Linked DNA regions of Mus musculus: all the other regions are linked to region 4. A link is a contact called in public HiCAR-type, HiChIP or PLAC-seq and promoter capture Hi-C data. All regions are on one chromosome and are shown on one strand. Each heading gives the region's core, a stretch centred on a gene start, on an enhancer-like site or on the middle of the called end of the contact. The rest is flanking DNA. Distances are from core to core; before and after follow the strand shown. Region 1 holds the start of Nf2 (neurofibromin 2). Region 2 overlaps Zmat5 (zinc finger, matrin type 5). Region 3 overlaps Nf2 (neurofibromin 2). Region 4 holds the start of Mtfp1 (mitochondrial fission process 1). Region 5 holds the start of Pik3ip1 (phosphoinositide-3-kinase interacting protein 1). Region 6 overlaps Nf2 (neurofibromin 2). Region 7 holds the start of Pla2g3 (phospholipase A2, group III).

The links. Promoter capture Hi-C pulls out the DNA fragments that hold promoters and counts their contacts. HiCAR-type assays count read pairs that join an accessible place to other places. HiChIP or PLAC-seq counts read pairs in DNA pulled down with a chosen protein or histone mark. Capture Hi-C pulls out chosen DNA fragments and counts their contacts.
Region 1: a contact with region 4 is called in a promoter capture Hi-C map of liver, with 7 times the contacts expected there. The contact joins the promoter of Nf2 here to the promoter of Mtfp1 in region 4. A contact is called at or near these places in 7 of 39 promoter capture datasets (the 3T3-L1 cell line, 3T3-L1-derived adipocytes, HPC-7-derived erythroid cells and 4 more), 2 of 484 Hi-C or Micro-C datasets (embryonic stem cells and uterus), 6 of 115 datasets of contacts at active chromatin or transcription factors (astrocytes, bone marrow-derived macrophages, embryonic stem cells and 3 more) and 2 of 9 other capture datasets (liver and macrophages).
Region 2: an H3K27ac HiChIP or PLAC-seq map of extraembryonic endoderm stem cells shows a contact between it and region 4, with 6 times the contacts expected there. The contact joins the enhancer-like site here to the promoter of Mtfp1 in region 4. A contact is called at or near these places in 3 of 39 promoter capture datasets (the 3T3-L1 cell line, pre-B cells and trophoblast stem cells), 2 of 115 datasets of contacts at active chromatin or transcription factors (extraembryonic endoderm stem cells and stem cell-derived neural progenitor cells) and 1 of 9 other capture datasets (macrophages).
Region 3: a contact with region 4 is called in a promoter capture Hi-C map of hippocampal neurons, with 3 times the contacts expected there. The contact joins the enhancer-like site here to the promoter of Mtfp1 in region 4. A contact is called at or near these places in 4 of 39 promoter capture datasets (the C10 cell line, hippocampal neurons, neutrophils and 1 more) and 4 of 115 datasets of contacts at active chromatin or transcription factors (acute myeloid leukemia, astrocytes and stem cell-derived neural progenitor cells).
Region 5: a HiCAR-type map of astrocytes shows a contact between it and region 4, with 5 times the contacts expected there. The contact joins the promoter of Pik3ip1 here to the promoter of Mtfp1 in region 4. A contact is called at or near these places in 1 of 39 promoter capture datasets (hippocampal neurons) and 2 of 115 datasets of contacts at active chromatin or transcription factors (astrocytes and embryonic stem cells).
Region 6: a contact with region 4 is called in an H3K27ac HiChIP or PLAC-seq map of T-cell acute lymphoblastic leukemia, with 5 times the contacts expected there. The contact joins the enhancer-like site here to the promoter of Mtfp1 in region 4. A contact is called at or near these places in 2 of 39 promoter capture datasets (the C10 cell line and pre-B cells) and 4 of 115 datasets of contacts at active chromatin or transcription factors (T-cell acute lymphoblastic leukemia, acute myeloid leukemia, large pre-B cells and 1 more).
Region 7: a contact with region 4 is called in a promoter capture Hi-C map of hippocampal neurons, with 7 times the contacts expected there. The contact joins the promoter of Pla2g3 here to the promoter of Mtfp1 in region 4. A contact is called at or near these places in 1 of 39 promoter capture datasets (hippocampal neurons), 1 of 115 datasets of contacts at active chromatin or transcription factors (pancreatic cancer cells) and 1 of 9 other capture datasets (macrophages).

Annotation. Positions count from the first base shown.
Region 1 is chr11:4,847,153-4,850,844 of GRCm38.p6, reverse strand. Nf2 (neurofibromin 2) reads left to right here and starts at 1,301. Exons shown (of 17, transcript NM_001252250.1): 1 at 1,301-1,973. The coding sequence starts at 1,860.
Region 2 is chr11:4,723,659-4,727,514 of GRCm38.p6, reverse strand. The region is part of intron 2 of Zmat5 (zinc finger, matrin type 5); the gene reads right to left. Among named protein-coding and RNA genes, the nearest start is that of Gm35102, 20 kb to the left of the region's middle. Within about 2 kb of position 2,429, at least 6 of the 459 cell types and tissues checked have an H3K27ac peak or open chromatin away from gene starts, as enhancers often do. A contact at or near this core is called in extraembryonic endoderm stem cells, where this site is marked.
Region 3 is chr11:4,801,754-4,805,968 of GRCm38.p6, reverse strand. It overlaps Nf2 (neurofibromin 2), which reads left to right. Exons shown (of 17, transcript NM_001252250.1): 7 at 2,216-2,291. Among named protein-coding and RNA genes, the nearest start is that of Nf2, 46 kb to the left of the region's middle. Within about 2 kb of position 2,843, at least 95 of the 459 cell types and tissues checked have an H3K27ac peak or open chromatin away from gene starts, as enhancers often do. A contact at or near this core is called in acute myeloid leukemia, hippocampal neurons and stem cell-derived neural progenitor cells, where this site is marked.
Region 4 is chr11:4,093,346-4,097,294 of GRCm38.p6, reverse strand. It overlaps Mtfp1 (mitochondrial fission process 1), which reads left to right and starts at 1,864. Exons shown (of 4, transcript NM_026443.4): 1 at 1,864-2,079; 2 at 2,779-2,906; 3 at 3,262-3,494. The coding sequence starts at 2,013. Gm51935 (a long non-coding RNA gene) reads right to left here. Exons shown (of 3, transcript XR_003949843.1): 3 at 2,553-2,641. It overlaps Sec14l2 (SEC14-like lipid binding 2), which reads left to right. Exons shown (of 12, transcript NM_144520.2): 12 at 1-256.
Region 5 is chr11:3,329,102-3,333,298 of GRCm38.p6, reverse strand. Pik3ip1 (phosphoinositide-3-kinase interacting protein 1) reads right to left here and starts at 2,568. Exons shown (of 6, transcript NM_178149.4): 1 at 2,295-2,568; 2 at 1,268-1,384; 3 at 1,071-1,190; 4 at 1-90. The coding sequence starts at 2,364. Gm12592 (predicted gene 12592) reads left to right here and starts at 2,109. Exons shown (of 2, transcript NR_165248.1): 1 at 2,109-2,385.
Region 6 is chr11:4,783,167-4,787,400 of GRCm38.p6, reverse strand. Nf2 (neurofibromin 2) reads left to right here. Exons shown (of 17, transcript NM_001252250.1): 14 at 2,838-2,965. Among named protein-coding and RNA genes, the nearest start is that of Cabp7, 38 kb to the right of the region's middle. Within about 2 kb of position 2,555, at least 43 of the 459 cell types and tissues checked have an H3K27ac peak or open chromatin away from gene starts, as enhancers often do. A contact at or near this core is called in T-cell acute lymphoblastic leukemia, acute myeloid leukemia and pre-B cells, where this site is marked.
Region 7 is chr11:3,486,127-3,490,340 of GRCm38.p6, reverse strand. Pla2g3 (phospholipase A2, group III) reads right to left here and starts at 2,114. Exons shown (of 7, transcript NM_172791.2): 1 at 1,488-2,114; 2 at 447-579; 3 at 64-198. The coding sequence starts at 1,989.

The DNA.
Region 1 (3,692 bases), core at 52-2,551, 750 kb before region 4:
AACATTTATATACATAAGATAAAAAAAAAAAAACAAAACTGTGGTGCTTTGACTAAGAACGGTCCCATAAGCTTATATTTGAATGCTTGGTCACCAAGGAGTGGCCCTATTTGAAAGAATTAGAAGGCTTAGGAGGTGTGGTCTTGTGGAAGGAAGTCTATCATTAGGGGTGGTTTTTGAGGTTTCAAAAGCCCATGCCAAATGGTTGTCTTGCTTTCCAAGCCTGCAGATCAGGATATAGCCATCTCTCAGCTACTGCTCCAGTACCATGCATGCCACCATGCTCCCTACCATGCTGATAATGGACTAAACATCTGAAACTGTAAAGAAGAAAAAGTCCCCAATTAAATGTTTTCTTTGATACGAGTTGCTGTGGTCATGGTGTCTCTTCACAGCAGCAGTGCCTGGGGAATGTATCTTTAAAACAAGTAAAAACTCTACAAATCCCCAGAAAGTTGAAATTTTCCTAAGCATATTATACATTTGATGACGTTAAGCTACAAGTACTCCAAGTATGTAGCTTGGAAATTAAAACAAAACAAAACAAAAAAACCAAACAAAGGAACAGAGGGTAAAATGAAAATTCTTGCCGGGCAATAGTGGCGCACACCTTTAATCCTCAGCACTTGGGAGGCAGCAGCAGGCGAATTTCTGAGTTCGAGGCCAGCCTGGTCTACAGAGTGAGTTCCAGGACAGCCAAGGATACAGAGAGAAACCCTGTCTCGAAAAACTCAAAAAAAAAAAAAAAAAAAAAAAAATAAATAAAATTAGCTTTCTATATGTATTAAGCAAGTTTCAATTCCTCAACCACCTAGTAAGGTAAGGACTATCATGAATTCTGTGGTTATTCTAATTCTCTTAAAAAGAAGTTGAAGGATCTGGCAGGCAAGTCGGGGCAACTTAAGCGGCCTCACTTCGTGTTTTTAAAGTTTGAAAAATATTGAGTCAGCATATATAATTAAGTGTCAAAAAGGAATTTCGGCCGGATGTCCCAGATACGACTGAAGCTCTGGTAAGACGCTATAAATGGGATCTCTCACTGACTGCAACAGTACCTCGTGCGGTGCAGTCCCGGCCTCTACAGGTTTCCCGGGAAAGGCGCCGCCCGCTCCTTCTCAACCAGTCTTGCTAGAGTAGGAGTATACTTTAGGAACAAAAGCGCTCGGAGTGACCGCATCTACAGCCACTCAACGCCGAGAACAGACCGGCGGCCCTCGTTCAGTGCAACTTTCAATTGGTGGAGTAGGCCTCCAGGAGGCGGGACGAAGCGGAAGTCCCGCTTCCTTTGGCGTTCCTGCCAATCACAGTATCTTAGAGAAAAAAGTGTTAGGGTGAGTCGCTGAGTAGCGTAGTGGGAGTCCGGAGGGCGGGGCGGGGCGGGGATCCGGCAGGTCGCTGAGGTGGGGGTTGGTAGAGGACGCTTCCCGAGGGCGCGCGGAGCGGAGCTGGTGACAGACACGCACGCGCGTGTGCGCTCCCAACTACTGCGCGGCCCCGCGACCCTCGGGGGTCGCTGAGAGGCCCGGCGTCGGCGCCGCAGCCGTCTAGGATTTCTGTCCAAAGGCGTCCCTGGCGTCCCCAGCCCGAAGCTCCAAGCTCGGGGCTGCGCGTGCTTTTGCCGGCATCTCCCCCCGACCCCCCCGTCGTCAGAGACTGTCCCTTAACTCATCTTTCCGCACCCACAGCCGGGTCCTCGCGGCCCATGCTGGCCGCTGGGGACCCAGGCAGCCTAGGTCTGTCTCGGGCCGGCCAGCCGGCCACCATGGTGGCCCTGAGGCCTGTGCAGCTACTCCAGGGGGGCTAAGAGACCCAGAACGCGGGCCTAGGGGTGAGGGGATCCAAGGCCGGTACCTCGCGCCATGGCCGGAGCCATCGCTTCTCGCATGAGCTTCAGCTCACTCAAGAGGAAGCAGCCCAAGACATTCACGGTGCGGATCGTCACCATGGACGCCGAGATGGAGTTCAACTGCGAGGTAACCGGCCGCCGACCCCGACGGGCTGTGAGTGGAGAGCCGCGGAATCTCTGCCTGTCTGGTGGCAGCGACGCGGGTCCCTACCCATGGGGTGCCCTCGCTGTGGTGACAGTCGAAGTGCAAGCTTAAGGGATTCCGTATATATCATTATCTGGAACCGGAAGAGGCTTTCTAGGGCCAGATCACAAGTTAAAGCTAGTTGTTTGTTTGCTTGTTTGTTAAAGTGGGGTTCTTGGTTTTGGCATTTCCCGAAGGTTATTTTCATTCATTTGTTATTGGGAAACACTGGAATCTTCCGTAGAAACGAACCGGTGTGCAGTGTGTAGAACTCGCGCCTAAAACTCCAGGGAGTTTTTCGCTAGGTATTAACTGTGTACCCTAGGTCTTAAAAGTTACATCTAGTTATATTGGAAGCTCGTACTTTTCCCTGTTCCAAAATTTTCAGTTTCTGGAAAAAACTCTTTGAGGAAAGAGTGTCTTACATTTACTCTTTATAGTTTCTAACATGATGATAATAGCTATCATTTTGTTGAAGAGTGTGTATGTGAGTGAGTGTGTGTGTGTGTGTGTGTGTGTGTGTTTGTGTTTTCAGGGCCTTGTGTATGCTAGGCATGCACCCCATCACTGGGTTGTATCCACAACCCTGAACACTTGCTAAGTGTCAGACATTTACACATTTGACTCTCAAAAAACAAACAAACAAAAAAGCAAAGCAACAACAAAAAAGCCAGTCAGATAGGTCCTGTGCCACTGGAATATACTTGGTTTGCTTCCCTAGCCTATTGCTTTTAAAATCCTTGGAATCGCCAAAGTATTCGTTTTCTTTTTGTGTGTTAATGAGCTGGATGCTGTTGCCATGCTATAGTAGTTTTAGAATTCAGCCTGGTTCCCAGAAAGGATCTTTAAGGTTGGGACTTCTCAGTTCTTCCCTTAAGACTGAAGGATCAGCCAATGATTTAACCGACAATGCCTATATAATTAAGCATCCATAAACTGAAAGGATATGGCTTAGAGAGCTTCCATCTGAACATGTGCTCTAGTAGTGGTATAGTATAAACTATAGTAGTAGTATGAACTCTGCACCGTTTCCCACATGCCTTACCGTATACATTTTAAAAGATCTTATAAGCTGGGCAGTGGTGGCACACACCTTTAAACCCAACACTTGGGAGGCAGAGGCAGGTGGATTTCTGAGTTTGAGGCCAGCCTGGTCTACAGAGTGAGTTCCAGGACAGCCAGGGCTACACAGAGAAACCCTGTCTTGAAAAAAAAGGTCTTATAATATCGTGTGCCCCTTTTAATATCCTATGAAAAATAGGTAAATGTGAGTGTTTTTGCCTAAGTTCTGTGAGGTGTAGTACTAAATTAGCTGAACCCAAAGAGGGAGTTGTGGAGTTGTGGCCCTTCAGTTTTGTAGCTAGTCGGAAGCATGTGATTGGCCTCAGAAACTGGAGGCAGTCTTGTGTGGCTGACACTGCAGAAGATGGTAAAAGCCTCTCTTTTAAAGGTGGAAAGAAACCTTATTTTTTCCTTTATGCAGAGTGCCTGAAGATTTTGAACTTGAGCCTGAGCTTTTAGCCAGTATGATACCTAGACTCTCGAGCAGTTTAGCCCTTGCTACCCGAAGTGTTGATTCATGGCAAGCAGGATTGGTAGCCACGTCAGGAGTCAGGAGTTGCCAGATTGTTTGCACCTGTGGCTACATAGCCAATCACTTCA
Region 2 (3,856 bases), core at 1,180-3,679, 630 kb before region 4:
TCCTTCCTTCCTTCCCTCCTTCTCCTCCTCCTCCTCTTCTTCTTCTTCTTCTTCTTCTTCTTCTTCTTCTTCTTCTTCTTCTTCTTCTTCTTCTTCTTCTTCTTCTTCTTCTTCTTCTTCTTCCTCCTCCTCCTCCTCCTCCTCCTCCTCCTCCTCCTCCTCCTCCTCCCCCTCTCCCTCCTCCTCCTCTTCTTTTTTATTTCATTTTTCGTTTTTGGTTTTTCAAGACATGGTTTCTCTGTGTAGCCCTAACTGTTCTCAAACTCAGAGATTCCCGTCTCTGCCTCCTGAGTGCTGGGGTTAAAGTTATGCACCCAGCAAGATCCTGTTTCAAAACAAACAAACAAACAAACAAACAAACAAACAGACAGACAAATCTGAATAAACGCCTGACCTCGGAGGGCCTTCTATCCACCCTGGACAAGAGGAAAGGTAGGCTGGACACCTTTCCGAAGGCCATGGGTTCTTCAGAGTCCAGGAGACTTGAGCTCAAACCCCAAGTGCACATGGCCACAGGCAGCTGCTCTTTGTGGCTCTGACTTTGCATGTAAAGGGAGCAAAGTTCCCAGCTGCCAGAGCTGCTGTGGAAACTGAATGGGACAATGGATGGGAAGCCCTTGAGAGGCCAAGTCCTGCTGGGTCCCTCAGAACCACAGGGCTTCCCAGCACTCCCAAGCAGACACAGTTGTCCCCTCCTGACCAGACTGCTATGTGGGTGCAGTGCTAACAGCTCCATCCTGCAGAGGTAGGGCTGAGCCTGAGGCAGGGACGAGCTGCACAAGGACATGCGGTCAGGGAGCAGCAGCAGCTACTTGGCACTGTGGGGTGAGTCTAGAGCCCTGCTCTTTCAATGTGACAGCTCTCAGGTGGCCGGGTGAGTAACAGTGGTATCAGAGCAGGAAGTCTTTGGGGATGGGAGTTGCTATCAGGGAATCCATGCAGTCTGAGGTCACCAGGCTGGAGAACCAGCCATCTATCACTGGGCCTACCTTCCAGGAACCTTCTGGGCCCAGTAGTACTGAGGCTGGTTGGAGGACTGAGCCTGGATCCCAGATAAGGGACCCCGAGTGGATCAGTGTGGGAGAATCCCACACTACCTAGCCTCTGGCTGGTGTCTCACTGCAGAAGCATGTGGCAGCTAGGAATATGCATGGGCAATCTATTCCTTCAGGTTCTCTGTAGTCCAGATGGCCATGAACTGATCCTCCCGAGTCAGCCTCCTTGGGAGCCAGGGTTACAGGCCGGCATCGTCAGCGGTGAGTCTTAGGCTCACCCGTATGTTTTCCCTCTTAGACAGGATCTCGCTTCGAAGCCCTGGCTGACTTTGGACTCACTGTGTTGCTTTGGCTACCTTAAACTCTTTACTCTCCTGCCTCAGCTTCCGGGGTGCTAGGTTATACAACATGTGTACATTTTCCAGTTCTGTTTTAATTTCTCCAAGAGGGAGAGTCATTGTAATCACTAACAATTCCTCAGTGCCTCTGAAGGACTCCAAACCGAGACCCTGCAGCAGCCCAGGCCCTACAGAGAAGCCTTGCTCCTCTCCTCGACAGGCAATGCTCTTTGTGAGCTGAAGTGTCTGTCAGTCCTTCAGGCTTCACCTTTTCAAACCCCCAGCTGCCCCTGGGGCACAAGCTTGGTTGCTCTTTTAGCCCTTTGTCTCTGAAGCATCACTTAGCCATCCTCCCCTTGTCCAAGGCACTGTGCCAGGCTGTGGAGTTAAGTGCAGATCAAGTGAGCTCCTGGCCATCCTCCCGGTCCACAGCTGCACTACTGTCCACGGTGTCATGGCAGTAAGTGTTGAACCTGTCACCAGACGACCAGGCTCTTCCTGAGGGTTTGCCGTCTGACTTGAGTTCTGAGATTCAGGGACTGTCCTGAAGTGGGAGGACAGTGGGATGAACAAGTCCACAGAGAGGAGATGCAGGGCAGGAAGGAAACGACAGCAGAATGAGAAGCCAGAGCAAGCCAAGGACTTAGCCTAAAGCACCTTGCATAGAAGAGCACAGAGCCCTTGAGATGGCTCAGCAGACACAGGTGCTTGCTGCCTGGTCTAAAGGCTTGAGTTCCATACCTCGAACCCACATGGTAGAGTAAAATGATTTTTACAAGTTGTCCACACACACGCACTCACAAACACACAAGTAAATGTTAAGTAACTCATACAACACTGTGTGAAGAGAGCCCTGCTTTATCCACCTCTGAACCTTCAAAGGCTGGCTGTGAGCTCAGTACTACTAGGTACTCACTGCTAGGTACTCACTGAGCAACGGCTGAATCACTGAACATGAGACAAAAGGCCTGAGGTCAATGCTTCCGTGGATATACAGACATCATTCCTACTTAATACACTGTTCTGTGCTAGTCACCATGGCACTGCTGCGCTCCTTCCCCTATTGTTATGTCTGTTTTACATACAATGAAGTTAGGCTCACATGGTCAGTAACTGATAGGCAGCTGGTCTTCAGGGCCTGTGCCTGTCCTAACCATGGCCCACTGCACACCAGTTGCTGGAGGGCTCATGGATTTGTCTGAAGGGACAGAACAATGCTAAGTGAAGCCTCAGCTCTAGGTGACACACACAAGTGCCTGCCTCTCAGGGTCTGCAGAGCTGCTGTGATCAGGCGAGAGGACGATACTCAAGAGAAGCCTCCTGAGGAAGTGGGAAGACCTCATGTCCTGCTCAGCCACCAACAGCCAGAGACCCCGGGTGGTCATCATCTCTAAGTGGGGGCTCCTGGCCACCAGCCTTCTTCACAGAGCTGCTCAAAGGACAGTGTGGCTGTTGATGTGAGGAGTCCTGAGGAGGGGGCTCATGGTGTCTGCCCTTTCACCTTCCTGTAAGGAATATGAATGAAGCCCTCTGCTGCTCAGCCCTGAACCCAGGACATGGGCCTAGGAACCAATGCCAAGATGGTCTTAGCCCAGGTGATACCAGATCAGTCTTTGCTGGATCTGGGAGGTAGGAGGCCTTGCCTGACGCCAGGTTTCTGAGGAGCCCCACTGTTCCAGAATTCCTACCTGACCTCCACTCTCAGCCTCTGACCCCACGACTATGCTGGTGAGCCACTCTCCCTCTGTTAAGTCTTTGAGCCTTGCTTTCCTTACCTGAAATAGATGAGCATCTGAGAGATTTAAAGTTGCCCTAGCTGGTCTGCAGAGCAAGCTCCAGGATAGCCAGGCAACAGAGTGAAACTCTAATTCTGTCTTTAAAACAACCAACCATGGCTGGTCCCAACCCCTCACCCTGAAATCTGCATCAGGAGATGTTCTCAGAGGCTCTGTGTTGTTTTGATTGAGATGAAGTCTTGCAGTATACCAGGCTGGCTTCAAACTCCTGGATGTGCCAGGCAGGCTTAGTGACTCTTGCCTATGATACTACACCTAAGAGGCAGAGGCAGGAGAATTGCTGCGGGTCAAGGCCAGCCTGGGCTACATAGTGAGTTCCAGGTTCCAGGTCACCTTGTGCTGGAGTGATTCCGTTTACCTGCTGGCCTCAGGTGATCTTCTTGCCTTAGTTCCCAAGTAGCCCCTCCAAAGCTTGTAAGCCTCACCAGCATGTTCACGTAAAGGTCCCTAGACAATCTAAATGCACAGTCAGGGTTGAGAGCCACTGTCTTACGAGTCACTCAGAAAAAGAAATGGCTTCCCCTTTCCTGCCTTCTTGGCTGCTAAGACTCAGTTTGTAGCTTGCCAGCTCCGAGTCCTGCCCCACACCAGCCCTGAACCTCGAGTGCACAGGCACTACCCACCTCATTCCAGGACCTCCTGGTCCATGCAGCCACAGTGCCCTTCTCCTCTGCCTTTCAGCTGGCTCAGGACAGTTCTCACCTATGGCCGCCCTGAGTGGTAGCTT
Region 3 (4,215 bases), core at 1,594-4,093, 710 kb before region 4:
GCTGAACACTGTCTGGAGCCCTTTGTTTTTGCATTCAGGCATGTGTTGATGGCACTTAGAATCCCTGCATGCTTTCCCCTTTACAGAAAGCTCTGCAGTGCACAGTCTCATCTTGGTACACAAGTCCAGAGGGTGAGTTGTGTTTTGGTAGGTGACACTAAGGAAAATTTTTTACCTTTTGGCACATGTCCATCAGCAGTATTAGAATGTTCCTATTGCCCTATGTTTTTAGTCAATCTGCAATTTTACTAAATTAAAATTAAAACACAATCTGGGTGGTAGTGGCACAAACTTTTTATCCCAGCACTCAGGAGGCAGAGGTAGGTGTTCTCTGTGAGTTGAGGCCAACCTGGTCTATAGAACGAATTCCAGGACAGCCAGGGCTACACAGAGAAACCCTGTCTCAAATAAAATAAAACACTAAAATGTATAGTTTGTTTTAAGTATTCCCTTGGTAGTTTCAGCTATTGATCATCTCTGTGTTAGGCGCCCTACCCCAGTCCTTCAAATCAGCTTCCTGCTATATTTTTTTCTTCAGATTTATTTTGTGTATATGGCTATTTTTCCTACATGTATGTCTGTGTACCATGTGCATGCAAGGTGACTGAGGAGGCCGGAAGAGGGCACTGGAACTGAATGGTTGTGGGACTCTGGTGGGTGCTAGGAATTACTAGGCCCTCATGAAGAGCAGTCAGTGCTCTTAACACTGAGCCATCTCTCTAGCTCCTGTATCTTTATTTTTTGTTTATACCCACCAAATAGACAGATTTTGAGTATACTACTTGATTATTTACCACAAAATGGTAAGTAAGAACTAGACGATGACTCAGAGATACCTATTTCACCAATTTCTTTCTTTTTCTTTTTGAGTCATTATCTAGAGCTGACTATGTGTTCTCCAGGCTGGCCCTCACCCACGGAAATCTACCTGCCTCTGCTCAGTGCTGGCATTAAAAGCTTGTGTAACCGTGCCCAGCCCAGTTCCCCCAATTTCTAATTAGTGCTCACATCGATTAGTTTTGCCCTCCCTTACTGTCCATTGTTATATTACTATTTTGTAGCACTGAGGATGAAATACAAGGTCTCTCACATGCTAGGCAAGTAACTATTCTGCCACTGAGCTGCACCCATAAGCCACCATCAACCATTTTTAAACTTTAGATAAATAAAACCAATTTCTATTTTTAGTGCCACCTTTTCCTCAAGATCATCTTGTGAGATTTGAGTGCATGGCGTGTAGTGATATTTTCCCTCATTTTCATGACTGTGCAGAATTCCAGTATATTACTATAACAGATTATTTATCCCTTCTACTGTTGAAAGACTCCTAGGTTGTTGGGTTGTTTCTTGGTTTTTGCTGTTATAGGTAATGTTGAATAGTTTCCCAAAGTAATTGAATCACTTTGCATCAGCAGTGTATGTGATTTCTGGTTCTTCCGCCTGCCTGCCAACACTTGGCATTCTCTCAGGGTGAATTTTTAAATCCATTCGAGAGTGTTTCGAGATGAGAGAGAGGACAAGAACAAGGTCACAGGGAAGCTTGAGTTAAATACTTCAGTACTTTTACCTCTCAGGGAGTTTTCTGCAAGTCACTGCTGCATCCAGAGCTTGCTTTAAGCTCGACTTACAACACAGAAGCATTCACCTACTGGCCTGGGTTTTATGGCTCAGATAGTTCTTGCCTTAATCTTCAGCAGTAACCCAAGAGATAAAACCAGGAAAGTGGGTGTTGTCAGCTTCTAGAGAGGCCCCTTCATTACTGAAGCTCTAGGTTAAGGAAGTACACAGAGACAGGCAGTGACTTCGTGCATTTGAGGTCGGAAAGAATGAATGCACTGTGGCTTTGTTTTTTCTTTCTGCCAATGCCGGGGATGGAACCTAGAGCTTTGCGCATGCGGAGTGAGTGCTTTGCTGCTGAGCTACACTCCCAGCCCCCACGTTCTTTTTTTTAAATCACTTGAGACAGATGTCACTATTTACCAAGGCCAGAGTGTGAAATTGAAGCCAAGAGTCAGTGTAATGAATCTGTTTTCTTATTTTCACGGGGATGGGAATCTCTGGGTTGAGAAAAGTGTTGCTGTGTCTGGTCTGTCTCATCTTCTGCAGGTCCCTTCTATCTCACCAGAGGCATGCTCAGAATATTTGACTTGGCAAGAGTCTGTCCTTCATCCTTGTCACTTAGCCCTAATAATGGTGTCTTCTATTCTCCTCACAGGGATGAAGCTGAAATGGAGTATTTGAAGATAGCTCAGGACCTGGAGATGTATGGTGTGAACTACTTTACAATCCGGGTGCGTTGACTCCTTCCCCAGTTCCCTGGCTCTCAGAAAGACTGAGTCGAGGCCACACAGGCAGATGGGTCACTTCCTCATCCCAGGGTGCTTAGAGTCTTTATGGTTCAGTAGTAAAGAAGAAACGGGAAGACAAGGTCGAGAGCCTGGTTTCATTTGGGGCTTCGAATTAGATCAGAAATAGATCAAATTAAGTGTCATTGGTACCCTGAGGGACTCAGGCCCGGTTCTCTTCTTAGCAGAGACCTGTTGGAATGCTGGCCATGTAATGTTTGATTATTCCGGCCTCTTGGGAAATCCAAGGAGCACCTGGAAATAATGTCTTTCCCCGGGGCCCACTGCTCTTAGAGATTCCTAATTTGTTTGGGTGGAACTCTTGTTCTCACTGTGAGGCTAATTAGTTTTCTATTCAGACCATTAATGGTCTGCAGGCCTCCGGGAACCATGCCTCTGCAGAGAAAGGCATTTGTGTTCTGTTCAGGTCTGGCCCTAGAGCGTGTTTCTCGCTCGTTGGGGGATTTGGCTGCTGGCTGCGGTATTCATGGCTTCCTCCAGAGGAGCACATGCCAAGTACCGGGCTTTTCCTCACTGCTGGGTGGCGGGTGCCAGGAAGCTTGGCTACAGAGGAGTAGCCATTGAAGGTCAGCTGCAGCCATCCCCTGGACTATCCCACAAACTCTTTGCTTCCCCCTTTTGGGGTCCTACAGACAGCCTTTATGTTAACGTTGAGTAAATTGAATTAAGCATGATTTCAGTATTCTAGGATAGCTTTCTACTTAATTTGTTTCCTAAATGCAGGTTTTTGTGGATTTTTTTTTTTTTTTTTTTTTTTTGCATTAAAAATCAGGGCATAAGCCGGGTGTGGTGGTGCACGCCTTTAATCCCAGCACTTGGGAGGCAGAGGCAGGCAGATTTCTGAGTTCAAGGCCAGCCTGGTCTACAGAGTGAGTTCCAGGACAGCCAGGGCTACACAGAGAAACCCTGTCTCAAAAAAAACCCAAAAGGCTGGTGAGATGGCTCAGTAGCTAAGAACACTGACTGCTCTTCCAAAGGTCCTGAGTTCAGGAACCACATGGTGGCTCACAACCACCGGTAATGAGATCTGACGCCCTCTTCTGGTGTCTGAAGACAGCTACAGTGTACTTATGTATAACAATAAATAAACATCTTAAAAAAAACTTTAAAAACAAAACAAAAAACAAACAAACAAACAAAAAAACCAGGGCACACTGAAATGTACTACCACAATAAGCAAGGGCCTAAAAGATATTTTACTTGTAGCAGGACCTGAGTTCAAGTCCCAGCTCGTGGTTTGGGAGGCTCACAATTGCCTGACATTCCAGCTCCAGGGGATCTGAGGCCTGTGGATTCTGAGGGCACTTGCACTTATGTGCACAGACACAGAAATACGTAACTAAAAACCATCAAAATAAGAACAAATCTTTAAAAAAATAAGAATAAAAAAGAATGCAGAAGGTTGTTTCTCGTGTGTCATGAGGGCCAGTGAGATGGAGTAGTAGATAGGCAATTGCTGCCAGGCCTGACATGCTGAGTTCAGGTCATGGAATTCACACGGTGAAAGGAGAGAACTCTTGTTCTTACTGTACGGCACATGGTCCTATGATCTTCACATGTGTGCTGTGGCATAAGCATGCATTCACACAACACACACAAATTAGTAAGTATTAAATAATTAAAAGTTTTATTAGTTTGTGTTTGACATCTGTTTCTTTGAGGTTAGACTAATGCATTTCTGTGGTTTTGTCTCTTGCCCACCACCAACATTAATTGTTTAAAAGAAAAAAGCATTTGCAATCCTTAGAAAATGGATTTCTTGGGCTAGGCAGTGGTAACACACACTTTTAATCTGAGCACTCAGGAGGCAGAGGCAGGCAGATCTCTGTGAGTTGAAAAGTGAGTTTGA
Region 4 (3,949 bases), core at 615-3,114:
CAGGTTACAGGCTGCCCAGAATTCAGGAAGGATGCCCCAGGCCCTTGCGGGGTCTGCCTTTTCCTCTGAACGAGGCGTTGGCCCAGCCTCGTCTCAGGAAGCGGAGGGAGCTCTGGGCAGGTGCAGGGATGGCAAGCAGAGAGGGCCGAGGCTACCCAGGATCTAGTCACACATCTCAGGGGCACAGCCTGGCCTTGGTTTACAATGCTGTTAGGTACATTAACCAATGAATAAAGTGATCAATTTTCAAAGCAAAGAGCAGAATTCATTGCCCATCGCCGGCTTCCTAGCGGTCTCTTACATTAGACCCCAAATTTTCAGATGCCAAGTAGCAGGCTAAAATTACACACACACACACACATGTTCTGTTCCTTTCCCCTCTACTCTCACGACACTCGGACACAGGCACGCACAGAGAGACAGTAACGTCCCTTTCCTCTCCTCTCGCGACAACGTTCTCCGAAGTCCTAACAAGTTGCCTTCCGATTGGTTCAGCCGGTGAGCGTCGTCCGCCATCTTTGTTCAAGGCATTCGGATGCTCCCGAGAGCCTTCACGGTGAGGGCGGAGGCCCCGCCCCATTCGGTGGTTCCAGACGGGTTGGGCGGTTCTCCCGCGGTGACCGGCGCAGCGGGTACTAAATGGGAGGGAGGCCGAGGGTTAGCGTCACGTGGCTTTAGGGACCGTCTCCTAATTCCGCTCCAGCACTCTACCTTCCCACCCGCGCCGGGCTCAGTCCCCGGTGACCCACAAGTTTCAAGAAGACACGGGCTGAAAACACTGGCTTCCGAAGGGAGTCGGTATACACCTTTCGGATCTAAAAAAGCTAAAAGAACTGTGCAAAGCTAGATAAGACCCTGTTCTTACCTAGCTGGATATTTTTTGTACTGTGTAGCCTCCAACCAGGCCTGAAACTCCCTGTGTAGACAGGGCTGGTCTCGAACGCACATAATACTACCTGTTTCTGCCTCCTACATTCTGAGATGAAAGCATGCAACACCATGCCTGGCTTATAAGAGATTTAAGGCCATATTTATTTGAATTTATCTGTGTGTCTCATGTGTGAATGTATAGGTGTGTGTGTTTGGGGGAGGTGGGTGCTGCCTGTGGAAACCAGAAGTGTCAGATTCCCCCGAGATGGAGTTACAGATGGCTGTGAGACACCCGTGTAGATGCTGGGACTGGAACTCCGGCCCTCTGGAAGAGCTGTAAGCGCTCTTAACCACTGAGCCATCTCTCCATTCTCACCCATTTTGCTTTACAGACGTGGTCGTTGGGACCGGGGTGGGGAGTGGGGGGAGGGGCGGTGTGTGTGTGTGTGTGTGTGTAAGTGGCTTACATCTACTAGGCGGCCCAAGTAGGATTTGTCTCTAGGGGCCATAGCATTGCCCCTCTGAAATCCCAGAGGATTCAGAGTGCTTTTGCCCCTTGTAATAACTCCCTAGCTCCCTTTTCCATTTTAACAGTTGCATGAGTCAGGAGAGTGGCTGTCCTCTTTGTGTCTCTATTTCCCTACTGTAAAGTAGGACCCTACGCTAGTGCCAGAGCTTAAGGAAGCAAACTTGAGTCTACTGGACACATGATGACTGTTATAATTAATTAGTCCTTGCGACTGTCTAAGGCAGTGAATGTTGGCACGCCTCCCATTTACACACGAACCGCGGCTCAGAGAAATACACCTTTCCTAGAAGCCGCACACCTAAGAAGATTCCATTCTCCGATTGGAACTCTGACCTATTTAACTCCAAAAACTAGTCATGTCTGGGAGAGTTTTGCATTAACTGCTCAGAGAAAACAAGACCATCTGTCTGCAAAACCCAAGCCTAGGAGAGGGGCTTGGATGTTGTATAAGGCAATTTTCAGACACTCCCTGCAGTGGCGTTAGCGATAGCGGGACCCGTCCTTCAGCCTCGGACTACTGGCGGGTTCTTGCCTGGTGTTAGCCAAGTGCTAGTGGAGACACAGTTGTGGTGAGACTCTAATCTGCAGCGACTCCAACCTTGCCGGGGAAGTCATGTCGGAGCAGCAGCGGCAGGGCGCCGAGCGCGACCTCTACCGGGACACGTGGGTGCGCTACCTGGGTGAGCGTGGGAGTGACAGACGCAGCGACCCCACCACTCCGGAGGGGCTGGGGGCGGGGGGGGGGGGGAAGCAATGGACCGGGTTGCCGATCTGGAGTCTGAAAAGGGGCTTAGTTCTTATTCGGCTTGGCCTGGAGACAGGGCTCAGGAGAAGGCTAGGGACTTGTCCAAGGTCACACAACCCTGTTGGTTCAGATCTGTCCACGGGGCTCTTCTGGAGGCACAAACCGAGTGTGTGGGTTGCCCTCTGCCATGACCGTGCACTAGCCATGGCGTCAGAGGATCTGGACTCCTAGCAAGTCTGCCTTTCCCAGGCTCTTCCTAAGCTTCAGTTTTCTCTTCTGTAAAAAGGGCTGAATGCGAGGCACTCCTGTCGGGTGCTGACTGTAAGAGCGGGCTGAGGTAAGGCCTTAAAAGACCTGGCACTTGATACTGGTCAGTGGAGCCCACCCTCAGTGATTCGGTGGCCTCCGGTCGCCTCCCTGGTGCAGATCCCCAGAACCACGGCTGGGGACTTTGATCAGTGAGCCATGAACTTCATTGTCGGTGTCAGTCCGCGGGCCTAGAAACCAAAAGGTAAAGTTACTTGACTGAGGTCACCTGCCGCACTGTAGTTTAAGAGGTTAGGGTTAGAAGCAGCTTTCTGTGTAGCGCCCCCTTGTGGAAAGGGCCAGAGAGTTAAATGCCTTTTCCCTCCAGGCTACGCCAATGAGGTGGGGGAGGCTTTCCGCTCGCTGGTTCCTGCAGCTGTGGTGTGGTTGAGCTATGGTGTGTCCAGCTCCTATGTCCTGGCCGATGCCATAGACAAAGGCAAGAAGGCAGGAGAGGTGAGTGTTAATTAACCCTTTCCAACCCATCCTAGTGTGGGTGGTATGCAGTCTTGCAGTGGGGACAGCCCTATCCCCGTTAGCGTCTCATAGTGCAGTCCATAAGCTAATCTTGTTTGTAGGATTGTTCATCCCCACCCGACCAAACCATTTGGGTAGGAGGTGACAGTTGGTACCTCTCCTGGATGTGGGCAAATCACCCCCAACCCTGAATGTAGTACAGCCCAGTCCTCCACCCAGCTGCCTTCTACCCTACTACCTCCGCATGTTCTTCCTCCTTGGTCCACCGGCATGCTTCTGTCTATAGGTTTCCTACCTCTGCCCCAGCTGGGCTAAATGTCTTTGTACCTTTCAGGTGCCAAGCCCTGAAGCAGGCCGCAACACCAGAATGGCCCTGGCTGTGGTCGACACCTTTGTGTGGCAGTCTCTGGCCTCTGTGGCTATCCCAGGCTTCACCATCAACCGTCTGTGTGCTGCCTCTCTCTATGTCTTGGGTACTATGACCCACTGGCCCCCGACTGTCCGCAAATGGACCACCACCACACTTGGACTGCTGGCCATCCCCGTCATAATCCACCCCATCGACAGGTAGGGGCCTTTCTGGTCTCAGGGACCAGTCACTCTGCAGGTAGAGTTAGGCTGTGAACTGTGGGCACAAAACCGGGGCAGCAGAGGCAGGGTTGAAGTAGAGAGGCCATCTGTGCTCTTATCAGCTAGAGCGGCAGAGCGGCAGAAAAGGAAGCAGAGTGCCTTATGGGTACTGGACAAAGGTCAAGTAAATTCACAGAAATAAAGACCAGTGCTGCAAAATAGCCAGAGTTAGCCAGGAGTGCTGGATTGAAGGGAGCTGATATCGGCATGAGTCAAACTTAGTTTGCAAGGTAAATACAAAATAAAAGTCTTAGGATGTTTTCCGCACGGCTGGATCCAAGCATCTGAGCGCTACTGCCACACAGCATCCTTCATCTTCCCAACCTTCATCCATCCTTCAGCATCTCTCCCCGTCCCGTCCTTGTGGGTTTCACTCTCCTGCCATGTCCCAG
Region 5 (4,197 bases), core at 1,319-3,818, 760 kb after region 4:
GGAACACCTGTGCCTCTTTGTCACCTGGTGCACCAGACTTCTCTTCCAGCTCCATGGCAGAGGATGGCGGTGGTGCTTGGGAAGTGGTCTCTGGAGGTGAGGTGAGAAATAGCTCTCATCAAAGACTGTCCTAAGTGCATTCTACAGCCAAACCTGACAAGACTGTTGGGGATGTTTCGGGAAGGGTCTTCCCTAAAATGCTCCCCTAAACTGATATCAAATCCTGCCCCAGGCCAGGAGTGGTGGTGAACACCTGAATTAAGGAACATCTCTGTGAATCCCTGCCAGCCAAACAAGCCGGCCGCAAAATGAGATCCTATCACAAAAACAGAAAGGGGGAAAACAACTCCCCTGCCCCAGGGGCAAAATCAGGCCTGAAAGGGCTGCACGGATGCTGGGATATTACAAGGCAAATGTGAGGAAATGGTCTCAAGAAACAATAGCCTCTCTCTGGCCTCCCACTTGTCTGCTTCAGTCTTTGTGATCTTCCAACACCTTGCTGGGATTGCCACGCGGTTTCTCCAGAGACTGCACAGGTCTTCACAGCAGAAGACAATCCACACTGCGTACAAGATTCCTGCCAATCCCAGTGTTAAGTGCTTAACCTTGACCACCTCATCTAATCCTAGAGAACTATTTTAGTTTTCTGAAGTCTAAAAGCTTTGAATTCAAATCAGAACACACCCATTGCCTTTGGCAGGTGGTCAAACTTCTGGGTGACTCAGAGCCCTCACACAGCTTCTCCCCGGGGACTGTGAGCATGGGGCCTGGCTCACAGCATCCGCTACACAGTAAAGGCTGGCGGGGCGCTTGGCGGAACAGGCAGGCAAGCTGCCTCCCACCGTTGTTTACAAGCGCTCGCAGAGGATGAGCTCACTCCGAATGCTGCGGCGGCCAATGGGCTTTGAGCTCCGCTGCCTGGAGATAGCTCTGGCCAATCGGACGGCGCGGGGGTGGGGACGGGGCGGGACGGGCGTCGAGCGGCCGCACGTGCGCGGCGGGTGTAACCGCTGCAGCGCTGCTCGGCGCACAGGGCTGGAGTCCCTTACCCGTGGTCCCAGGGCGAGTACCTGGGCAACTCACGTCCTCGCAGGGCCGCTTTTCAGGGACGCCGGTCTCGCTGCTGATGTAGCACCAGGGCCCGCGCGGGTCCTGGTCCGGGTTCCGGCAGTAGTTGTGGTTGCCCGGGCCTGAGGTGGGGAGAAGAGGAGTCAAGGGCCGCGGCCGCCGCCCACCAACCCCGCCCGCCTCCCCGGCGGACACTCACTGGGCTCGGTGAGCGACTCGCGGCTGCCTTGCGCGGCCAACCAGTTGAGGCAGCGGAGACCCGGCGCGGGCGAGGGCTGGTCCTCCCGGTACAGGTGGCCGTTGTCCCAGAAGCAGCCTATGAGGAAGAGGAACCCGCCCGAGACTCTTAGTGCGTTTCTCTGGCCCCGCGGGAGAAAGCCCTGTGTACCTCAGAGTGTCACGCCCCTGGCGGCGTTTGGTCCACACACAACACTCGATTTAGCTTTCTTCTTCCTTCCCTTCCCTTCCCTTCCCTTCCCTTCCTTCCTTCCTTCCTTCCTTCCTTCCTTCCTTCCTTCCTTCCTTCCTTCCTTCCTTCCTTTTAAAAAAGCTTAAGATCGCTGCACAACTGCAAAGGGTTGTTATTCTTGGACTTGGGACCACTTTGAAGGTACAAGAAGGTCTTTCTCCCTAAGGTCTTTCTGTGGAGATGGTGAGTTTGGTTCTGGGCAGTCAGACATGGAAGTCATCCCAGTGTTGAGAAGTCAATGTTATATAAACTGGTGTTCCCTTCTCTACGAATACAGCCACTTTCTGCTAGTTTAACAGACACCGCCAGCTCCCAAGAGAATTCCACAAAAGCCTTTGATTCAGGGAAGCAAAAGATCCAATAGAGACCCCAGCTGAGGGTCTCTGCCTCATCTCTTAAGCTCCCACTCCCCTCAGCAGAGAGCCACGGGAGGAGGCTGGAGAGGGGAGGTTCGTGCGCCTGCCACACAAAGCAAACGGACTTTAAAAGGGTAAGACTCTGGGGAGTAGAAGAGACGAATTCCACTCCATCCACTCGTGTGAAAGGAAAGGGAAAGAGAAAGTGACTACTTGTCTTTGTTCTTAATGGCAAAGATGGAGCTGCAAGCCTCTGGCAAGGAAGGAGAGAGGAGAGAAGAATGCTTTCGTAGGATAACGAGAAAAGCAGCCAAAACCTTCCTTCCCTGTCGGCCTGACCACGTTTGGGGAATCTGTTTCATTTAAGTTGCTGCAGAAAGGGGGAGAAAACGTAATCTCACCTCCAGATCCATAGGCTTCTGCCAGAAGCATGTTGCTGAGAAGAAATGTGTGTACCCAAGCCAACAGCATCCTCGTCTCTTCGGCTCGCAGGTGACTCAACAGCCAGTGTCCAAATGGGGGGGGGGGGTCCTCCTTGGCAGCAGTTTTGTCTCCTTGCAGTCAGACTGGCCGGCCCCTGTTATGCTCTTCTGGTAAACAGCCTCTCTTTAGAACTGGGAGCTTCCCAGCTAGCTTGCTGCAGCCGAGGTGTTTTTCAGCTGAAAGGCGCCCCCTGGGTCCTAAGCCTCCTAGACCTTACCAGATCACTAACCCTGAGCCAAGAGAGGAACTCAGCCAAGCCGAGAGTGGCAGAGAGGTTTTGCTTAGCAGCAGCTCCGCGTGAGACCTGCACAACTGCATGCCCAGGGCTTTTCTTCCTTTTCCACCAGTGTGAGTACAGAGTCACTGTGTCAGAAGGCATCGTGGAGTGGGGTGGATTAGGAGCCCCAAAAGCACTACACAGTTGTAAGAGCGGATGCTGATTGCAGAAGCAGGAAGAATTTAAGACCACATAGACAGCACAACTAAGAATTATCTGTCTGGAAGCAATATATTTAAATTGTACTTTGCTAGGGCCAGTTCAGTCACATTCCTTTACTAACATTTGAGGTTTGGGTTATCCATATATAGTAGGAACACAGAAAGGGTATCATTAGCTGAAAATACATGTTACACAAACATTGAATTCCTTTAGCTATATTGTAAAGTCCACCCTTTTTACCAGCCCAGAAGTAAAATGTCTTCCTTCCAACTCCCCTCAAGCAGTATATAGGAAATCTAGTTGCAATAATTTGTGTCTACAGTTAAACCACATCCACATAACTTAGGGCTTTTGGAGTTTCTATTTGGCTGGCAGTTGAAGTTCCCAAGCAGCCTCAGTAAACTGAGAGAACAGGGTGGTTTGCCAAGACTACCTTGTGACTGGGGCAAATCCAAGAATAGAAACTCTGTTTTGATCTTGCCACAATGTAGGGAGGAAAAAAATAACACTATGAAGTAAGTTTTATAGACTTTATCATAGTGGAAAGCTAATGTGATTCTAACTATGAGAAGTGATTGAACCCTGATGTGTCTTTTAAGAAGAAAAGGGTTATTTTTATTTGTGGGTTTATCTGTGTCTGTACTCAGGCCATAGGAAAACTTCAGGGCCTCAAGAACTGGGGTTATAGGCAGTTGTCGACCATGGGAGGTAGCTGAAGTAGGCAGTGGAACTCGGGTCAGCTCTTCTTGAAGAGCAGCAAGTACTCCTAGTCTCTGAACCATGTCCCCAAACCACCTGACATGCCTTTTAAAACCATTGTCCGGACTGGGGAGGTGGCTCATTAGTTACGAGCACTTGTTGCTCTTGCGGAGCACTTAGTTCAGTTCCCAGCACTTAGCATAAGGCCATCTGTGTCCAGATCCAGAATATGGACTCCCTCCTCTGATACTCAGTCATGCACATACACATATGCTGGCAAAACACACATATAAACACCGCCCCCCAAAGAGTGCGTGTGTGTGCGTGTGGGGGTGGGGTTGGGGAGGGGTGGGGGGGTGTGCATGTGGTGTGTATATATGTGTGTGGTATGTGTGTGTGTAGGGTCAGATCACATGGTGTGTGCCCATGTGTGTAAATAAGGAAGTCAGAACAGGATGCCCAGTGTCTTACTACCTTGAAACAGGTTCTCTTACTGGACCAAAAGTGTGACCTTTAAGCTGGGCTGCTGGCTCCTGGCTACATTCTCCAGTTGTGGGGACCCTGTCTATGCTCTCCAGTGCTGGGTTTTAGGTACACATAACCATGTCTGGCTTTTAATGTGTGCGCTAAAGATTTGAGCTCAGATCTCATAGGTGCAGAGCCTTGTCCTTTTAAAACACCTC
Region 6 (4,234 bases), core at 1,306-3,805, 690 kb before region 4:
GGCAACTTTCTGGGAAAAGCCTCCAAATCCTTTAGTTTACCTCACAGTGCCTTTGGAGTGAAAAGCAAATTCAGGGCCCAGATAGGATCCTCCATTTAGCTTTAGGATGACTACTCAGTTACCTCTCTTGTTACTTAGATAACCCTTTCCAGCTCTAGAGTGTTTACGACTATGCTATAGTCACTACCCTCAGGGGAATTTGCTGTCTAGCTCCCTGCTGTCAGCTAAACATAATCTTCAATTGTCGGTATATATTATATGCTACAGTGTAGCTCTTTGAAGGGACTGCCTGTACAACTCAGAGTGAATTACTGCTATGCCAGAACCAGCTGTCAACCTCGGTTTTGGGACAGGGGGCTGACTTGTACTAAGTGGGATCATAAGTAGACATTGTTCCCCTTCCTTCCCATGCTGCAAACTTGTTCTCTAGCCATATAATATCACCAATTGGAAATCCTGACAGATATGCCCAGATCACAGCCCAGCCTTGGAGGCAGGAAAGGCTTGGCATGACTGACTTCTGCAGAAGAGCAGCGTTCCCTGCCGGGCAGGGAAGAGAGGCTAGAACACTCTGGGCAAAGACAGAGTGTATTCACAGCACAGACACATAACCCATTCACACATAGGCTGCACACACCCTGAGTAGTTGTGTACATGACGAGCACACTGTACACTTGTACACTTGGAACACTCACATGTGGCACAGGTGCATTCAGGACACAGAGGCATAAGAGCCCAGGGTTTGAATTGGGGGAATGTGAGTGGTTTGCTATTGCCATGTGTCCTTGTTATTTATTCCTGGGCAACAGATAACCCCAAACACCATTATTTGTCTCTTGGGCATAGTGTATTAAAGGCACATGTCTTCTCTCAAGATCAGATGGTCACAGTCAGGTGACAGCTGGGACTGTGGCAGTCTGAGCACTCACCTGGACTATATACCTGAATTACCTGTGTCTAAAACAAACAGCCATTAGAGCAGACTTTCAAAGTGCTCTTCTTTTTGCACTTTCCCTTAGCACTGTCTCTCCAGAGGAGCACACTCTAGTTCCTTAATCATATCATGTCAATGGGTGGGTTGTGACTCAGCCAGCCAGGCCCTATAGGTGAGGACTTAGTGTATTTCCTATAGCAGTTTTGAACACAACTGCACTGAACAACAAATTTTTGCACACAGACGTGACAGTTTTCCTAGACCTGTAAGGTCAGATACTCAGTTGTGCCACCTGCCAAAGAGGGTGTGTCAGTTTCTGCTCTCACTAAAAGGGTAACGGCTAGTGTTCTTCCTTTCTGAGAATTTTTCTGCGCTTTTTGGTTTTTTTTTTTGTTTTTTTTTTTTGGTTTTTGAAACAAGGTTTCTCTGTGTAGCCCTGGCTGTCCTGGAACTCACTCTGTAGACCAGGCTAGCCTCGAACTCAGAAATCCGCCTGCCTCTGCCTCCCAAGTGCTGGGATTAAAGGTGTGTGCCACCACTGCCCAGCTCTGAGAATATTTCTGAAGTATAAGGTAAATAGACCTGCCTAGATTATAACTGTCCAGCTTGATGAAGTGTCAACAGAGCAGACTCTCTCATTTACCCAGAATTCAGCCCTGAAAACAGTGTATGTAGGACCTAGATATCCTGCTCAGGGGCACACTTGACAGACTCCATACATCCTACCTTAGACCTCACTGCCATAAATAAAGGCTGAGAGGTTCTGTTCCTTTCCAAACATTGTCCCAGACTCAGTAAAAGATCCTAGGAGGAAAAAAGACATACCCATGAGGAATCTCTGCAGTGTGGAGCTGAGGAAAGGGCGGGGCAGCAGTATGCACATCATGACAGAGAACTGCAAAGGGAATGAGCAGCTGTTTTGTCAGGGTAGAAGGTGAGAGGGCTCGAAGGGCTTTGCTGAGAGACTGGAAGAATTGAGAACTTTGAAAGGGGAATGGAGACCTTGCTGGGCTGCTATGACCCATACCTGCAGTGCTAGCACTCAGAAAGCTACCACAGAAGGCTCACCAGTTTGAGACCAGCTCTGGCCATGTGGCACATCCCTAATGTCACAGAAAATGACAGGGAAGGAGGAAGAGAGAGAAGGAGTGGCAGGGAGGGAAAGAAAGGACACATGCTAAGTGTGGGATAATACGTAGTACTGTTTATGATTTAGCAGGACAAATAATGAGGGACACTAGAGAGGTAGGTAGGGACTGTAGGTTAGGTGACCTTCTGTTCTGGAGTGAAAAGATCCTGAAAACAAGTCAGCTGGTTTCCCCTTTCAAGCACTCTTCTGGCTCTGTCTTTGGAATCTAAGCCCCTTCCATACGAGCAAAGCCTTTGTGACCCGAAGCCAGTCTCTTACCAGTCACCCCACAGGGTACTTGAGATGCCCAGTGCTTTGGATGGATCCTGTCTGCCCTGCCTACCAGCATGCCTCTTGCCTGGCACCTTTCTCCTTTGGCTCATTCACTGATCCCCAAGGAAGCTGTACCCTGGCAGATCCCTCTAACCTCATACGCCCTGTCCCTCCTCTGGCTCATGTTCATCTTACTTAACTATGAGGATTTGCAAATACATCTGCTTCCTGAACAAGACTTTGATCTGCTTAGAGCCAGGAAGCCTGTCTTCCTTCCTGTGTCTCAACTCCTAGCCCAGTGCCTAAATGAGCTTCCTAAATGAGAAGCTGAGTGAAAGTTTGCGTTTGATTCAAGGAACCGTAGAAATGATGAGGTTTGAGGAGAGAAGGGTGACTTGTCTGATTGTGGTTGCTTTGGGACCACTTACCTGGCAGTATTGACTGTAGAGGTCTCTGTCCTGTGTAATTTAAGCATCTTAACAGGAGCTTTCTCACTGACAGCCCATGAACCCAATTCCACCACCACTGCCTCCTGACATACCGAGCTTCGACATTATTGCTGACAGCTTGTCATTTGACTTCAAGGATACGGACATGAAGCGACTTTCCATGGAGATAGAGAAAGAAAAGTATGTACCCTCTGTGGCCTGCTGGGTCAGTCGTGAGCATGAGTGAGTGGATCTGGCCTAGAGTCACAGGTCACAACAGCAGCCAGTCATTACCCCTGCAAAGGTTTGCTTTGTTGTCACCCACTGGAGAACAAAGTTTCTAATTATTAAAAATTAAAGACAACAGATCAAGACAACAGTCAGGGTCCCAGGATAAAACTAACACTTGATTAAGATGGTATCCTGAAATTTATGTTTTATACCTTGTCTGAAAAATAGGACTGGCTTGTATTGAGTCCCAAGTTAAGACTGTTGTTCGCATAGTAAAATACAGTTTTCTTTAGCAGTGGTTCTAGAATGAAGGTAAAAGAAAAAAAAATTCCTAGGCTGAGCAAAGCCGGAGGAGGCCAGGGGAGACGAGTAACCCTATGCTGGTGACCCCGAGCCCAGCCAGATCACAGGCACTTCCGTCACATGCTCTCCCTTCCCTTTGTGGGCAGCAGAAGTGGAGCAGAGATGGACAGGAGGAGTCCCGTTGTGGACGAAATCTTAAGTAAGATCATTCTCATTTCTTGAGCCAGGAGTGAAGAATAGTGCTACAGCTGGCAGAGATCACAGTGATGCCATGGATTGACACCTGTGTCTCCATGTAGCTTTTTGGTGTTTGTCTCATTCACACGAATTAACAAACATCCCACTGGAATCAAAAGCAGGTTTTAGGGACTGGGAATATAGCTTAGTTCATAGAGTGCTTGTCTAACATCCACCTCTAACATAGTGTAAGTCAGGCATGGTTGTATACACCGGTAATCTTAGTACTCAAGAAATACAGGTAGGAGGATCAGAATTTCAAGATTATCTTCAGCTACGTAGCAGATTCACATCTGGCCGGGACTGCTATGAGGCCCAGACTCCAAAAAACATTTTAGTGTTGCAGTTATATAAAGGAAAATAGACTTAGTTTGATGAGTTCATCCAGCACCACATAGCTGATGAGAAGCAGGACCAGGATTGAAACCCCTTACTCTGGAGACCAGCCTGAACCACTGAGCCAGGCTAACCTCCTTTGACCCCTCATACTGACAACAGCTAAGAAGCTGACGATCCTGAGCTATTGCTCCGACTGTCCGTCTGAGCTCCTCATTGGCCAGATGTGCATGTTTATGTGGTTGTGATCAGCATAAGACCACATCCTGTTCTGGGTCTTGGTTTTTTATAGTTTGTATTTTCTTACTGTTTCAGTGTGTTTGGCTATTATAACAAAATACCAGGGGCTGGAAAGCTTATAAA
Region 7 (4,214 bases), core at 865-3,364, 610 kb after region 4:
CTGGTCTTAGAGCCCAGGTTGCCCTGCTGGTCGGGCAAGGACTCCAGTGGGGCAGCCACATACCCGCCCCACCAGTTCCAAGCCACACAGGCCTCCTGCTCCTTCAGCACAAAGCAGGGGATCTCCAGCACGTTGAAGAAGGCCACGCCCATGATGTCGGAGATGGAGTCACCCTGGCTCCTCAGGCACTGTTGAAACCTGTCCCCAGAACCAGAATTCAGGTCCAAGGACCCCGGAGAGCCTCCTGGGAACTTTTGCAGCCCACCCTACCAAAGGATCCTTCCTGCTCTAGAGCCTCAGTTCGGCCCACCTGCACGGAGGGTGGTTGGAAGAAGGGGCCCCAGCTGCTGGTCTTTAGAACTCTCTGGGTCCCTGGTGCCTAGACCCAAGAACCGGGTAACTCTACTCTGTCCCCGAGCCTCAGGCCCTCTCTTTCTGCTGCCAACCTGGCGTCACAGTCGCAGTGAGAGATGGTGTGGAAGCGGAAATTTCGGATGCCATAGTTATACTGCAAGGGCGAAATGGTTTGTGGGCACTGATCGTGTTCCCGGCAGCAGAGGTCAGGGCCGTGGAACACGCCTGCATGGAGAGAAAGGGAACAAAGTGGAGCAGGGGCCTGGATGCTGTGAAGCAGCTCATATATGCCTACCTTGTATAGCAAACGGCCCTCCGCAGTCCAGCTCATGGCCAGGGCAGGGCGCTTGTTGTCCAGATACAGGGCCCTCACAGCTCCAGAGTTCTCAGAGAAGACCACAGGCTGGCAGCCTCCTTTGCCTGGTCCAAACAAGGGAGCCCACCCACCAGCTTCTGGACTTGTCTTCCTCAGAGCTGACTCACAGAGTTCCCAAGCTCACACCCAAATAAAACTCCAGATAATGAAAGTGTGTGTTATGGAATGATAGTCAGGCCAGGCACAGTCTTTCCTCTGGCACAGCAAGAACATCTTGGGTGGCCAAGATGCCATCCTGCCTGCTCAAGCCTAGTCCTCCAGCAGCATTCCTTGCAGATATACAGCATTCAACCACAGTTCGAGCAATGGCGCCCTTTGTTGTGATGTTTACATGAGCGGAGTTCACAGCAGCCCCCAAAGGGAAGTGGCTCTTTATCTTCTAGATAAGGAACTTGGAGCTTCAAGAAGTGTCAGCTTGAATATGCTGAGCTGTACCCAGGTCTTTGGAGCTCTTGCCACTGAAGAACCTCATGGGTAGAGGTTGTTTAGAGCAGTAGAATCTGGATCCTCCTCAATCTACCTCCTCCCTCGAGTGATTCATGGGTTTGAGTAAGACCTTTCACATCCATGACGTCACTTAAGTGTCTCATGAAGAGCTACTCATATTCATACCCATTTTACAGATTTAAAAAATGAGGTTAAAGTGCCTATGTCACTTCTCCAATAACACAGCCTGGAAGAATGGGAGCCAGGCTGGAGTCCAACACCCCACCCCACATATACATACCATACACCTACCCAAACCCCGGGGGCTCACCCAGTTCTGAGGCATTTTCAGCAGAGTTCCCAACACCGCACCACAGCGTGCCAGGAATGGTCCAGCCTCTCCTCCTTCGACGGTGCTCTCTGTCAGGTGCTCCACTCTGCTCTATTGCTCGCTTCTCCCTGGCTCCTGTAGGACTATCCTGAGACCTTTGACATGCCTCCCACTGGCTCTGCAGAGTGGCCAGTGCTCTCTGCAGCGCAGGTCCAGGGGTTTGGATGAAGGAGTGCTGCAAAGGCTCATGAGCACAGAGGGCCCTGAACGCTGTGATAAGTTCAGATTCATCCTGCCTGATACAAACCTGCAGCCTGTGGTGTGTATCCCAGAAGGCCTGGAATAATGCCAGGCCTTGGGCATCTTTGCCCAAGAAGCTCAGGGAGCCCAGAGGGTTACCAGGGATGGGCTGGACCAAATGGCAGGAGGTACTGTCCCAGTGACGGGTATGGGAGCCCTCTAGGAAAGCCAGCACTCCTAGAAGTACCCCCAGGACCCCCATTCTACTCTAGTCCAGCCTGGTCAGACAAAGCCCCGGGATGCCTGCCTTTGACTGCCCCTGAGGCAGCTGCTGAGGCTCCAGCGGAAGCGATGCCCAGCAGCCCCTGGGTGTCAGGGCCAATGAATGGAGCCTAGGGAGGAGGAGGAAGGCTGGTGTATGGGGTGATATTGGGCTTGTAACCGAATCCACCGGCTGGGCAGGCTGCTGATTGGCTGAGGGATGCATTGCTGAGCCCACGCCTCCACTCATCGTGTCCGCGGAGCTGTCCAGTCACCTGCCCCGGGCTGCCCTGGAAGCATCTGTGGGAGCCAAAGCCTTGGACTATGAGGGTGAGGATGGAGGAGGGAGGTCAAGGGGGAGCTTTATCCCCTTTGGAGCCAGAAGAGAGTTCAGGGACTTAGAGGAGACCTCCAGAACCTGTCCTTGTACTCCTAACCCAGTTGCAACTACCACACCCAAGTCTATGAGATTGGCAAGAGGCCATGGACTTCAGTTAGGGCGGGTGAAAGAGGCCAGGGCACGGCTGGGGCTCTGGAGCCCACCTTGGGAGTTCCCAAATCTTCTGGGAAAAGAAGGTTGATTCTGGTGCTCTTTGCAAGTCCTGGTTCTGAGAAAGGCTGTTGGGATTCTCCAAAGAGAGTGCCACAGGATCCCTGCGACTTCCAGCACAGGTCTGGTCCAACGCCATACTCCTGTCTGATGGTTGGGATACATAACCAGAGTAGGACCTGATAGTAACCTGGAGCAGGACTGGCACTGGGGATTTAAAAGATAAGGTCCCCAAATAAGTATAAAATGGCTCAGGGGGCCAGGTCCTTCTATTCTTGGAGTATGACGCCCAGAAGGAATCATGTGTCCCACCCCCCCCAAGAGGCTTACGTCTCTGTATCATGGAGGGGGCTATACTCAGCACTGTTTCCCATGTCCCCAAGCTGATGTGTTATTTTGCTTCCAACCATCTGGTGAAGCTAGTAGTTATACCCATTATATAGATGAAGAAACTGAGCCCAGCTGGCTGTTATGTGCACACCTTTGATCCCAGCACTTAGAAGGCAGAGGTGGGCAGATCTCGGTGTTTAAGGCAAACCTGGTCTACATAATGAGTTCCAGGACAGCCAAAGCCACAAAAACCCTGTCTCAAAAACAAACACACAAACAACAACAGCAGCAGCAGCAACAACAACAACAGTCAAGATAGGAAGAAACTGAAGCCCCAGAGTGATGTAAAAATAATTCAAACGACACTCAGGTCCCCACAGGGCTGAGAGAGTTTAAAGGCGCAAATTGGGGCTAGCTGGAGCAGTCCCCCTCAGCTGCCATGCTACACTCTGCAGGAAGTCAAGTCCCGTCGAGGCAGAGGCAGAGCCAGTGTAGGAAGGGAGCAGAGAGTCCGCTTCAGCCATGAGGCCTATCTTTGTGGCTTCAGAACTAGCCCTGACCTGGAGGTAATAGCCGAGGATTAATGAAAAGAGAATTATTTAACCCAGGTGCCAAACCCCTCTCCTGAGGTTGAGAAAGATGTGGTGGCAGTGAGAGAAGAGGGTGTGGGCACAAGCCAAGGTTTTAAAAAAAGCACAGTAGTGGTATTCGCTGTTGTCGTAGGACCTGCCATCCAGCTCGGCTCCCTTTTCCACATTCCACAGCCTTCCTTGCCCTTCACTGGGAAGGCTGGATGGACTCACATCAAGAGCCCAGCTTTGGAAAGATCAGACAGACCCAACTGGAACAGTGTGAGCCTGGCCTTAGAAACCTACAGCTCTGGCCCTCAGCTTCCTCTTCTGCATGACCGGGACGTTCCTGATCCCTGTTGTTACTCACAGGCATTAGGTAAGACTCTTACCATAAGCATAGCGTCCGTCCGCTGTGAAAACACTCACTAACACCCCAGGGTAGCAGGAAGCAGCCTAACTAGGAGAAAGCAAACCCTAAGGTTTGGGGGCCTCTGAATCTATATCTACCCAGTTTGGGACAGGGACTGTGGGAGGGACTGTGGCCAGGGCGCTGCCTCACTAGGGAACTTTGTCCTCTTCAGGTCTTTGTTTTTCTCCTCTGTAGAGGCAGGTTCTGAGGGAGGATCTTTGAGATCTCTTCCTGTCCACCCCATGGGAAGGCAGGCTAGGGTGGCAACAGACTGCAAGGGAGGCAGGCACTCACTGTTTCTCTTCTGACTCCACGTGGGGGACACATCGGTCAGTCTATGGGACAGGAGATGTACCTTGTTTCTC